Regions from separate parts of the Mus musculus genome. Here region 2 is linked to region 1. The links are chromatin contacts, called in public promoter capture Hi-C maps. All regions are on one chromosome and are shown on one strand. The core of a region is the stretch at or near the end of the contact, and the rest is flanking DNA. Distances in the headings are between cores, read along the strand shown. Region 1 holds the start of Mga (MAX gene associated). Region 2 overlaps Ehd4 (EH-domain containing 4).

The links. Promoter capture Hi-C pulls out the DNA fragments that hold promoters and counts their contacts.
Region 2: a contact with region 1 is called in a promoter capture Hi-C map of pre-B cells, with 2.2 times the contacts expected there. The contact joins the enhancer-like site here to the promoter of Mga in region 1. A contact is called at or near these places in 3 of 39 promoter capture datasets (erythroid cells, neural stem cells and pre-B cells), 2 of 484 Hi-C or Micro-C datasets (neutrophils and pre-B cells) and 1 of 115 datasets of contacts at active chromatin or transcription factors (microglia).

The regions. Positions count from the first base shown.
Region 1 is chr2:119,895,373-119,900,680 of GRCm38.p6, reverse strand. Mga (MAX gene associated) reads right to left here and starts at 3,453. Exons shown (of 24, transcript NM_013720.2): 1 at 3,335-3,453.
Region 2 is chr2:120,131,177-120,136,858 of GRCm38.p6, reverse strand. The region is part of intron 2 of Ehd4 (EH-domain containing 4); the gene reads left to right. Among named protein-coding and RNA genes, the nearest start is that of Ehd4, 21 kb to the left of the region's middle. Within about 2 kb of position 2,033, at least 106 of the 459 cell types and tissues checked have an H3K27ac peak or open chromatin away from gene starts, as enhancers often do. A contact at or near this core is called in microglia, neural stem cells and pre-B cells, where this site is marked.

The DNA.
Region 1 (5,308 bases), core at 2,204-4,703:
ACGAGGAGTTTAACTTGATATCTGTTTCTTTTGAGACAATGTCTCACTATTAGCTAGGCTGACATGGAATGCATTGTATGCCTATAAACCCAAACACCAAGGCAGGAAAATTAAAAGTTCACAACTACATAAAAAATTCAAAGCCAGTCTGAGCTATATGACACTCTGCCTGCCCCATCCCTTCCCCCAAAGGGGAAAAAAATACAAATTGCTTTATTTCAACTTTGTACATAGACATCTAATAAAAATATAAAAATATGTATGAAAAACAGGAAAAGTCAGAACTTGTAGACTTGCATAAAGTCTTTTCAAAAACTAAACCAAAAGGGTTGGAGATGTGGCTCAGTGGTTAAGAACACTAACTTAAGGTCCTGATTTCAAATCCCAGCAACCACATGGTGGCTCACAACCATCCCTAATGAGATCTGTCGCCCTCTTCTGGAGTGTCTAAAGACAGCTACAGTGTACTCACATATAATAAATAAATCTAAAAACAAACAAACAAAAAAAACAACTAAATCAAAAAACTTAAACCAACCAATTTATTGCACCAGTTAACCAAAATACATAAAATCAAAGACCAATTTATGACCCCAAGCTATCATAAACTTGAGGCACGTGGCAATAATTAAAAGAAGAATCCTGGGGGGAGGGTATAGGGGAATTTCGGGATAGCATTTGAAATGTAAATGAAGAAAATATATAATAAAAAATTTAGAAAAAAGAGGAAAAAGAAAAAGGCACGCGCGCGTGCGCGTGCACACGTGCACACACACACACACACACAGAAGAATCCCCCAGACCCTACTGCCCATAGTGCTGATAACCTAACCAGATAGTGATTCTCACAAGTGGGTTTACCACTGAACCATTCTCACAAGTGGGTTTACCACTGAACTGTATATCCCCATCCCATGCTTGATTTTTCTCATCTACAGCTTGAAATATGTTGTTTCACACATACAAAGACTACTCTTAAACTCTAAGATAACCTTAATGTCCACTGCTAAAATCAAATGTACTTTAGAAGTGCTAGGCTACTCCAAGAAAGAAAAAAGAAATCCATTCTGGCAATATTCTAAAGTACTCTGTATTTTGCTCTCTTAACGTTTTAATAAAGAACACAGGCTGGTGGTGCAAACCTTTAATCCCAGCACTGGGGAGGCTGAGGCAGGAGAATCTCATAGGCCAGGCTAGTTTTTGGTTCAGCCTTTCCTCATCAAGCATTTACCTAGATTAAAGTACGGGTTGGAAAGGGCCTTAAACTAAGTTGTAAAGAGAGAAATTCCTGGGCTAGAGAGATAGTTCAATGGTTGTTAAGAGTACTGATTGCTCTTCCAGAGGTCCTGAGTTTAATTCGCAGCAACCGCATGGTGGCTCACAACCATCTGTAATGGGATCTGATGCTTTCTTCAGATCTGATGTGTCTGAAGACAGTGACAATGTACTCGTATAAATTAATCTAAAAAAAAGAGAAATTCTCAGTCCCCCCACTACACATATTCACACTCTCTAACAGACGTCATTTAAAACAATGTAGCAAGATGCATTAATTGTAACTTTGGGAAATTTTTATTATAATGGTCACCCTGATACAACCCATAAAACACACTATGTAGCAACCCAATTAAATGATTTACATACTCAACTACACCAAGTCAAAATTCGAAATCAATATATTACTTTTAAAACACAAATTTCAAATGATGGTCAACACATTCTAAATGTTGCCCATGCTAACCATGTCCTTTTAAACGATAAATGTACTACTATACAGGAGGCTCACTATGGTGTTTGTCTTTTGATTAAATTAAATCGCATTTTGAAACTCAAATTTTTTACATATCTCCATTTGTAGGTATTAATCTGAAACAATTCAAGTTAACAAGCTTTTAGTTGCCTATGGGTTACTAAGTAGAACCTGAAAAACTAACCTTTACTGCAGAAATGGACAGCAAATTTGAAATAAATATGCCAATGCACCCAGGGAATGAAATTTCAGGTCTTTCACTTGTGTTGCAGTTAAGTGGACACAACTTACTACCTATGTATAAAAAAATAAAACAGCCTCCAGTTACTCGCTTTTCAGCTAGCCACAAACATGAAAAAAATGTCGCAAAGAAAACTCTTCCAGGGTAGAGTCCCAAGGATCACGTGCAGCCAGGCGGAACCCTGTGTTCCTAAGGCTGTTCAGCCGCTTTCGGTTACCTTGGAGACTACACAACTAGTCACCCCGCCAGCCCATTTCCCAGCAGTCCTCTCGCTACTCTCCTGCACCTTAACTGCAGCAGCGTCGTGCGCAAAAAGCCAGCAAGACAGGCAGAGTTGACCAAGCACTTGGACACGCAAGCTTGGCAAGCTCAACAACACCCACAGACTGAGCATAAGTGAGCCCTAACTTCTCAAGATCCACGTGTCGGCTTCGGCGACGCGAACAAGAGTGGGTCTCCCTCAGACGGAGATTTTTCCCGTTCTACTAATCAAGCCACTCTTCAGGCACTCTTCACCCATGCCTGCTACCATCCTTTTGCCAGAGAAAAAGAGACATTCTTGGGGAACGAAAGAGAAGGCTAATGCCCTTGCGCACCTTACACTCGACTCAAAGACGTACTTGAAAATTCAACAGAAACGGGAAGTCCTATGGACAGAAAACCAGTCAGGTTACCCCAGAAAGAGAAAAAGGAACCACCACCTGTTCCCTACCTGTTTTCTCCGCCTTCGAATTAGCACTTACAAATCACAGCTCCTTTGTTTACAAAGTTCTCACTCTCATTCAACTCACTCATCGCCCCCTCATTAAATTCGGGGCCTTGCCTCAATTTGACCCGAAATTACACGCTAGGAAATGTTTGAATAGGTGTCAAAACACTGCATCCAGTTCCTTGGAGAAACAGACATTGGTTGTTTCCCTCGGAGAGTTGAAACTCAGAGAGCTGAACTCTTAAAACCTGTGCTTATTCCATCGATAACCAGGCTAGAAATCGTCACGCGGAACGTGCCATGCTGTTCAACACCCCACGCACGCGAGGGCAGGGCCGTGCCGTAGGCACTTCTCACCCCGCCCGCCTCGTGGTCTCGGTCTCCGGCGTCGATGTTCCTAGTTAGTTCTCCGAGCGACACGGAAGTGAGGTCGGGGAGGCGTGCGAGATGACATGCGCAACTCGCTCAAGGGACCAAAGGCTGCACAGCGTAAGGCCCAGCCAGGCCCAGGCGTGCGAAGCTCTCTCTGCGGAACGCTGGGCAAGCCGTTCAAATACACAAGTGGTTTAAACTCAAAAAAACTCCAATCGGGCCACTATTGAAGCGACGCCCTCCACCCAGGCCCGAGAGTTACCGTGCGGGGCGTGGCCGGCCTCACCCCGAGTCCTTCACATCCCTCTAGGGGAGGGTTATTCTGAAGGGTTCGCACACCGTGTGTCCGCTTCAGCTGAAGAGCCTGCGCACGCACCGGATGTCCACGTCACTGCGCACGCGCTCCTACCAGCTTGGAGCCGACCGCGCAGGCGCATAGGGAGGCGCGAGCAGCACCTCTTTGCCCCTCCCCCAACATCAGGAGGCCAAACAGCCCGGAGCAGCGTCAGGACCCTTGGGTTCCGCCCACGGAGCCGAAGCCGTAGCCTTTTCGCATTTTAGTAATCCAGAAAGAACTTATGAAGCTTCCAGAATCAGGAAAGGAGAGACAGGAGAGAGGTACACAATACGCTCAATCCTGTATTCGAAGCCTTCGTGAAAATTCTGAAACCACTGCCCTCCAGGCCTTTCCCAACAAGACTCTTCAGCCTTTCCCAGAGACTTCTCACCGGCCCCGCCCCTGCCGTACCCAGCCCCACCCACATGAAGCTTCATAGACCTCCTGGCTTCGCAAATCCTTCAAAAAAAAAAAAAAAAAAAAAAAAAAAACGGAGGACCTCCTGTACAAAGTGCTATGGGGTTGGAAAGTACCAGAACACTGGAAAAGCTTGAAGCAAACACCACGAAAGAAGAGTAAGCAATTTTCCAATATTCGCCAACAAAGAACACTAGGAAAATTCGAGAAAGCCTTGTTGAGCGCAGAGAATGGAAGTTTATGCCTATATTCTCAACACTGAGGCTGAAGCAGGATTGCTGCGAGTTCGAGGCTAACCTGAATTCTATAGTGAGTTCACGTTCCAGAGTAGGCTAGGCTGCCAAGACACCGTGCTGGAATGAAAAGCAAAGCAAAGAAAGGTTCTATAAAGGAAAAAGAGCTGCCACTAAATTGCCTGATACCAAGATGAAAGATGTCTTAAAAAGAAATGGTCAAGAATATTTTTGTTGTTGTTGTTGCTTCTTCAAGACAATGAAGCTTAAAAATGTAAAGAAAACATTAACCAACAATGTATATTTTTGTTGTTGTTGTTGCTTCTTCAAGACAATGAAGCTTAAAAATGTAAAGAAAACATTAACCAACAAGTATGTCAGACAATTGCCAAACTAAGTCAGAGAGCAATAATTCTCAACCAAACATCAAAAATTTTAGGTTTTTTTCTCTACCATTTACTACTTTCATGCTGCTAACCTACCAGTAAATGTTTAAAGTGAAAAGGAGTAATTACGAAATAATTAAGTAGAAAACATAAAATGCAGTCCATATTCCCAAACTTTTCACTCTCAAGAGATAATAGAAAAACTTATTTTGTGCTAAGTGACAATACAAACACTTTGAAGGAAACCAAGAATGTAAGGATGGAGCCAAGAGGAAGGACAAGGATAGCCAACAGGGTTGATCTGACTTGCTTCGTTTCACTTAGCTATTTATTCCTGAGGAGATACGCAACACATAGGCAGAAACTGAACTAAAGTTTACAGACTTCTGAAATCCATGATTCAGGAAAACCATTCAAGATCTTAGAAGACTGAAAACCATTTCTTTAACACGTTCCTCTTCTCTGACTCAAGAACCTTTCCTACTAAACCAAGATGCCTTCTCGAGGGTTATAATGGTTTCTCAAAAAAATCTCATTTTTCTGAGACTAAAATTTGAGTTTATTTACTAGTAAAATGTCTGCCCCTAAGGTATGAATGACTCGGTAGCATCTCAAAAAAAGACAACCCAAATAGCATCTCTAATTGGAAAAATCTACGAGAACAACTTGCATGGGAAAGTACAACAGAAATGCTCTTTGGTGCTCTTTCCCTGCTCCAAGCAAACATGAAATACCAGATTTCAATTTTCAACAATTACTGATTTTCATTACTGAGTAGCTAGTTTCCTGAGCATATTGTCAATCACTTTCCCAAAATCCTAAGAATGTCTGCCCTCACATTCAGGGCTTTCTCATTGTTTTCT
Region 2 (5,682 bases), core at 784-3,283, 240 kb before region 1:
TTATTTGTGGAGTCCAGACAAGACAGAGCATGTCTGTTCTGGAAGAGGAGAGGGTAGGGGTGGGGGTGGGATGGGGGTGGGGAGGGTTGCTAATCAATCTTACTTTACTCAAATCTGTTCCAAGTGACTGAGCATAGCCAAGGCCCAAGATTGGATGTTGTAGCTCCTCAGTATGAAGACAAATGGCGAGTAATGCGATTTGCACAGAATTAGTTAAGGGTGTTTAGTTTCTGTCACTAGTAGTATTAAGTAGCTGTAAGATAGCCACCTCTCTGGTATGGTATGCAGGGCTTTCCACACTCAGGAAGTTTAGCCCAGAGAAGACGTAAGGTCCCTGACACCCAGATTTGGTCTTTTGATTCAGGACAGGTTGCCTCACCTTCCTGAGTGTTCCTTTAGCCTTTCATTCCTAAGCTTTGAGCTCTGTCCTTATTCCCTGGAGCAGGGCAGGCTGAGATAGGGTAAAACCCAAAAGTGAGCTTATATACATGGCATATACATAATTGTTCTAGATATAGATAGATATGGGTTGCTCTGCCTTGATTGGGGGTGTGTTTTGTCTGTGCCCCAAGCTTGGTTGTCTGTCAGCAGACTTTTCCAGTGTAGCTGAGGTCTTAGTCGGGTAGGCCTTCTGCTGCAGCTCCGCAGTAGGATGAGGTCTACTGACCTTTCTGCTCCACTGTGTCCCCTCCCTCCTTCCCATCTTTCCTTCTTTCTCCCCTCACCCAAGAATTTTTCTTTATTTTATTTTTTAATTATTTTATTTAGCTTGTTTGGTTCTAATATATATGAAAGAGAACATGCAATTCTTTTCTTTTTGTATCTGGCTTATTTCACATAACATGACATTCTCTGATTCCATTTTGCTACAAATGACAAGATTTTCTTTTCATGGCCAAGTAATACTCTATTGCATGCATATATCACATTTTCTTTCTTCTCTTTTGTACTGTGGCTAGGGATTGAACATAGTGTTCTCATGTGTTCTACCACTGAGCTATAACCTCAGTCCTCTTTTTACTTTTTTTTTTTTTTGGAGGGGGTCCCAGGATCTTGCCCAGGCTGGCCTTGAACTCCTGCGCCTATCTTCTAGTAGCTAAAATTGCAGCTATCCCCAGAACTGACTACCGTATTTTCTTATCTTGTCCTTTGTTGATGGCTACCTGAGCTGCTTTCATATTTTCTCTGTGAATAGTGCCACGGTAACCATGGCTGGGCAAGCATCTCCTGTGCGCCCAGTTTCATTTCTTCAGGTATATTAGCTACACAGGAATGAGATGGCAAGTGACAGGTGGCTCTTTGTTATTTGAGGGTACTATGTTTTCCATAGTGACTGCCCCACCTGACATCACTACAGTGCATAAAGGTGCGTTTCTCCTCCACATTATCACCAGCCTTCAAAATAATATCCATTCTGATGCGAGCGAGGTGGGATCCCATTGATTTGTATTTCCCTGATGGTGATAGTTAACGATACTGAGCATTTTTTCTTGTGTTTAACTGACATTTTTATTTCTTTTGAGATCATTTGGCCATTTTTTTATTATTATTATTGGTTGTTTGGGAGTTGCTGTCTTTACTTTTGGGTTCATTATGTAGTCTAGATTATCAACACCCTGATGAATGTTTTCCCGTTACATAGATTGTTTTTCGCTCTGTTGATTATTTCTCTTCTGTGCAGAGTTTTTAGTTTGAGGTAATGTTATTTGTCAATTTCTGCTTTTGTTTTGTATGTGTGTGTTTTCTTCTTAAAAACCCTTTCCTCTTCTTTCCTGCCATTCCTCCACACCCCTCTTTTTCCTCTTTTCTGAGTCTGGCTTTAGAGAGTGGGGGCCAGCCATCAGCTAGAAGTGGAGGGCCACTCCAGCTGCTTAGGGAGAGGAAGTAGGGCTGGCACTGAGGCTCAGCAGGAGACCTGAGATCACTTCTTCTTTCTAGATGTTTCTAAAAATAAGAGCAACACTCCCTCCTTCCCCCCCCCCTTCCCAGGCCTATCAGAGCCTGGGAGGCTCCATTCATGAGGACTCTGGAGTGAACACTTGTACAGTGGCTGTCCTGAGAGCCCAGGCAGCCTCCAAGTTTCCCTCTGTGCACAGAACCCCCTTAAAGACATTCAGATGCTCCTGTTGCAAACAATGATAACACATTGATGGGCAGAAAGAGAACTGGCCTGGGCAAGCAGGAGTGTGAGGGACATGTAGGTGGAGTCATGTGAAAGCTTATTCTTGTCATTCACAGTGACTTACAGAGCACTGTCCAGATGACTTCCCCTGTGCAGGAGGGGCTGTGCCTTAACTCCAGAGCAGTGACAGTGTCTCCTTGTGCAGTAGTTAAGCCCAGGACCCAGGGAAAGAACCCAAGGTCTTGAGTGTCTCAGAACAAAATGAATGAACCAAGTCCAAGGAAACTGAGACAAGACACATGCATGCATTCACACCCACACCCACATCCCCCACACAAGCACATCAATCAGGTGCTTTCTGGGTGCACAGGACATGAGTGAGCAATAAGCAGACTTGTCCCATCTCTGGTCTAGACAGAGGCAGGCCCAGTAGCCTCCCTCCTGGAAGACTGCCTTAGAATCCTAACACTCATTGCCCTTGCCTGTTGTGTGTGTGCTCTTTTTCTTTTCCTGACAGAACTTTAAAGAGAAATAAGCTGACTTTTTTTTTTTCAAAATCTCATTTAGCAAAGTCCATACTTCTAAGGGAATATGCAGGAAGAATGGTTATTGGTTTGTTTTACTTTCTCAAATAATTTGCTTTCCTGAAATAACAATGTGTTTTAGATCTCAAACTTTAGAGCAGATGAGTTTGGGAGAAAAGTATAGAGGAGAGATTTTAAATGGCAGGCTTTACTCTCTTAGAATTTAAAATGGGCTGAAAATAGCCCATGCATTGTGCAGTCACATTGAGTCCAGGGAAACAGAAAAACAAAACCCAAACAACTCTACGACATATGTCCATCACTGTCCTAGCATTACTTGTATATGCATCATGGAAAGCTGAGCTCGAGTAACCTGCAGTCCTTATGAAGGTGCATGTGGAGGCTGCAGTGATGAGGAACTGATGAGCAGTGAGGGTAAGATCATGCCTTTGGGGCACTCAGCCTAGGGGCAGTGTTAGGATTAGAACCCAGGCCTAGAGACCACAGTGCTGAGCTGTCCAGAGGTGCAGTGTTTAAACTCTGTCTGCTGTCCCTATTTAACTTCAGGATAACATGAAACAATGGAGAAGAGACTATCTCCCAGGGTATAGTTTGCATAATTTTATCAGCACTATACTTGTGGGATTAACAGAGAATACAATGGCCAGTTCACTAGTAAGAAATGGTGATCAGGAAGAGGCAAAATTCAGGTTTCCCTCTTCCTACCCTTTGCTACCTTGTACTCCAGCAATGAGGAATGTCTGTCTCTCAAGCCATCCTGATGGCTGTGCCTGTGTGAGACTCACAAGTACAAGATGTGCCTCATGGAAATCCACAATGCTGACAGCCCAATTAAGAGGTATCTGTATGACAAGGCAGCTGTCTCACACAGTGCATAAGAAAGAACATCAGTTAGGGTGAGGCATTCAAACTTGTGTGTATATGGTGTGTGTGTGTGTGTGTGAGAGCTCTCTGGGATACAGCAGGGTTAGTGTCAAAGTCTGGAACTCTTAGTATGACACACTTTTTCTGGAAACTAGGTCAAAATATAGTAGGAAGGAAAACCAGTTGTTTTCTGTGTAGAGCTTTCTCCCTAAGTCTTGATGACAGGGGCCTCTCATGGCTTTAGCCACTGCTCCCAAGGGCATCTTTAAAAGAGTTAATTACCTCTTAGGGTACTTAAAGTCAAGTGGTGCCTGTAGGGTGACAGCACCTTCGCCATTAAGCAGACCTTGGGGACCTGAGTCCACTAGGCTGATTGTTTAGAGACTAATGAGTCAGTGATGCATTTCAGTGAAATGGAGAAGAGTCTCTGAAAAGACAGGTTTGAATTAGGAACCAGCACACTTGAACAATACAAGGAAGAGGTAAGTCTAGAACAATGTTTGATGGAAATGAGGCTTTAACAATCAGTGTTTCAACTTCCCTCCACCACGCTGCTTCATCTGAGAGAAGTTTCACTGTGCCCCATTTTGGAGCTGTGCCATGGGGTTGCTATCCCAGCCTGTATCAGGGGGCAGTTCACCACACAGAAGACACAGACACTGCCCAAAGCACCCTACCTATGAGTCCTGAAAGACACCAGTGTCTTCAGTCAGCGCCTGACAGTTTCCTCTGGCAGTCTGTTGTAAATTAGATGTTATAGGTTTCCCTCAGCTTACTTTTCTAAAGATGGCAGCATTCTTAAACTACAGATAGCCTTGTATATTGTTTTTAGTTTTAGTGTCTAGTATAATTTTAATGACTGTTTTTCACAAAAGAAAGTAATTTCTTTAGTCTCTCTTTCTGTCTCTGTCACTGGGTTTAAAAGCATGCACCACCACTGCCCAACTTGTTGTTTGTTTGTTGTTTGATTTATTTTTATTTTATGCACATGGATGTTTTGCCTATATGTGTGTTTGTGTGCCACATTTCTGCCTGGTACCAGCAGAGTCCAGAAGAGGACTTCAGATCCCCTGCAACAGTTGTAGCTGTCCTACAGGTTCTGGGACTCAAACCTGAGTCCTTTGGCAGAGCAGCCAGTGCTCTTAACCACCAAGCCATCTCTCCGATGCCAAACCATTGTTTCTGGTTGACAGTTGCTTATATGATTTTGGTTCTGGCATTTAGGAAATGCACCCTTTTCTCTGGGCTTGAGCAGATTCTTCTAAGGTGACATATTGCTTCTGGCTTCCTTCCATGGCAGTCAAGAGAGAGGCATTTATGTAGTCTAAATGTGAATGTCACTTCTCCCTGGCACTAGAAAGTTACATCAGTCATTTAAAGCAGGGCTGTGAGATAATTTAGTTGTCTTGGTTTTTTTTGTAGATTTTCTGCTTACATCATGTAACCTTTGTGTATATATTTATTGATAAAGCAAGTAAGATTAAAGGAGGTATTTTGAAACCGCTCCATCCTCCCTTACTGTTGAGCTGAGTGACCAACCTGGTAGAGTTGCTTAGAGAGACCTAGAGACCTATGGAAGGGAGAGTGCTCACAGTACACATCTGTCTCTTGTTCACAGCTATCCAACCCTCCACACAGGTAGGTAGAGTATGTACACGGAAGCCCCAGGGCAGTGGTACATCAGTCCTTTGTTTCAGGATGTTACCTTGAGTGTGATAAAGAAACTCAGCAGTAATTCCCATGTGTGCCGTGATAGTAGTAGCCATGTATTAAGATCCACCCAGGTCTACCAGCTTACGTCTCAGGTCTGTCACTTGTCACCAGTAGACTAGGACCCTTCCAAGCCCCAGTCTACCCTTTTGTAAGGCCTCTCCCGTTGCAGTAAGGATTTAATTCATGAACATATAAATATAAAGTAAAGCAGACCTGACATGCAGTCAGGGATAGGTCAGTACTGGTGTTGTATTAATCATAATTGCTATAAATCTTCATGTTCCATTGAAAAGTCAAAACCAGTACTAAGGTGCTGCCCAATTATTTTACAAGTCTAGCTTTTTTGTTTGTTTGTTTTATGCTTTAAGGGGGTAGGGCTGGGGTGTTGTCACATATAGCCCAGGCTAGCCTCAAATTCTCTATGTAGCTGAAGATAAT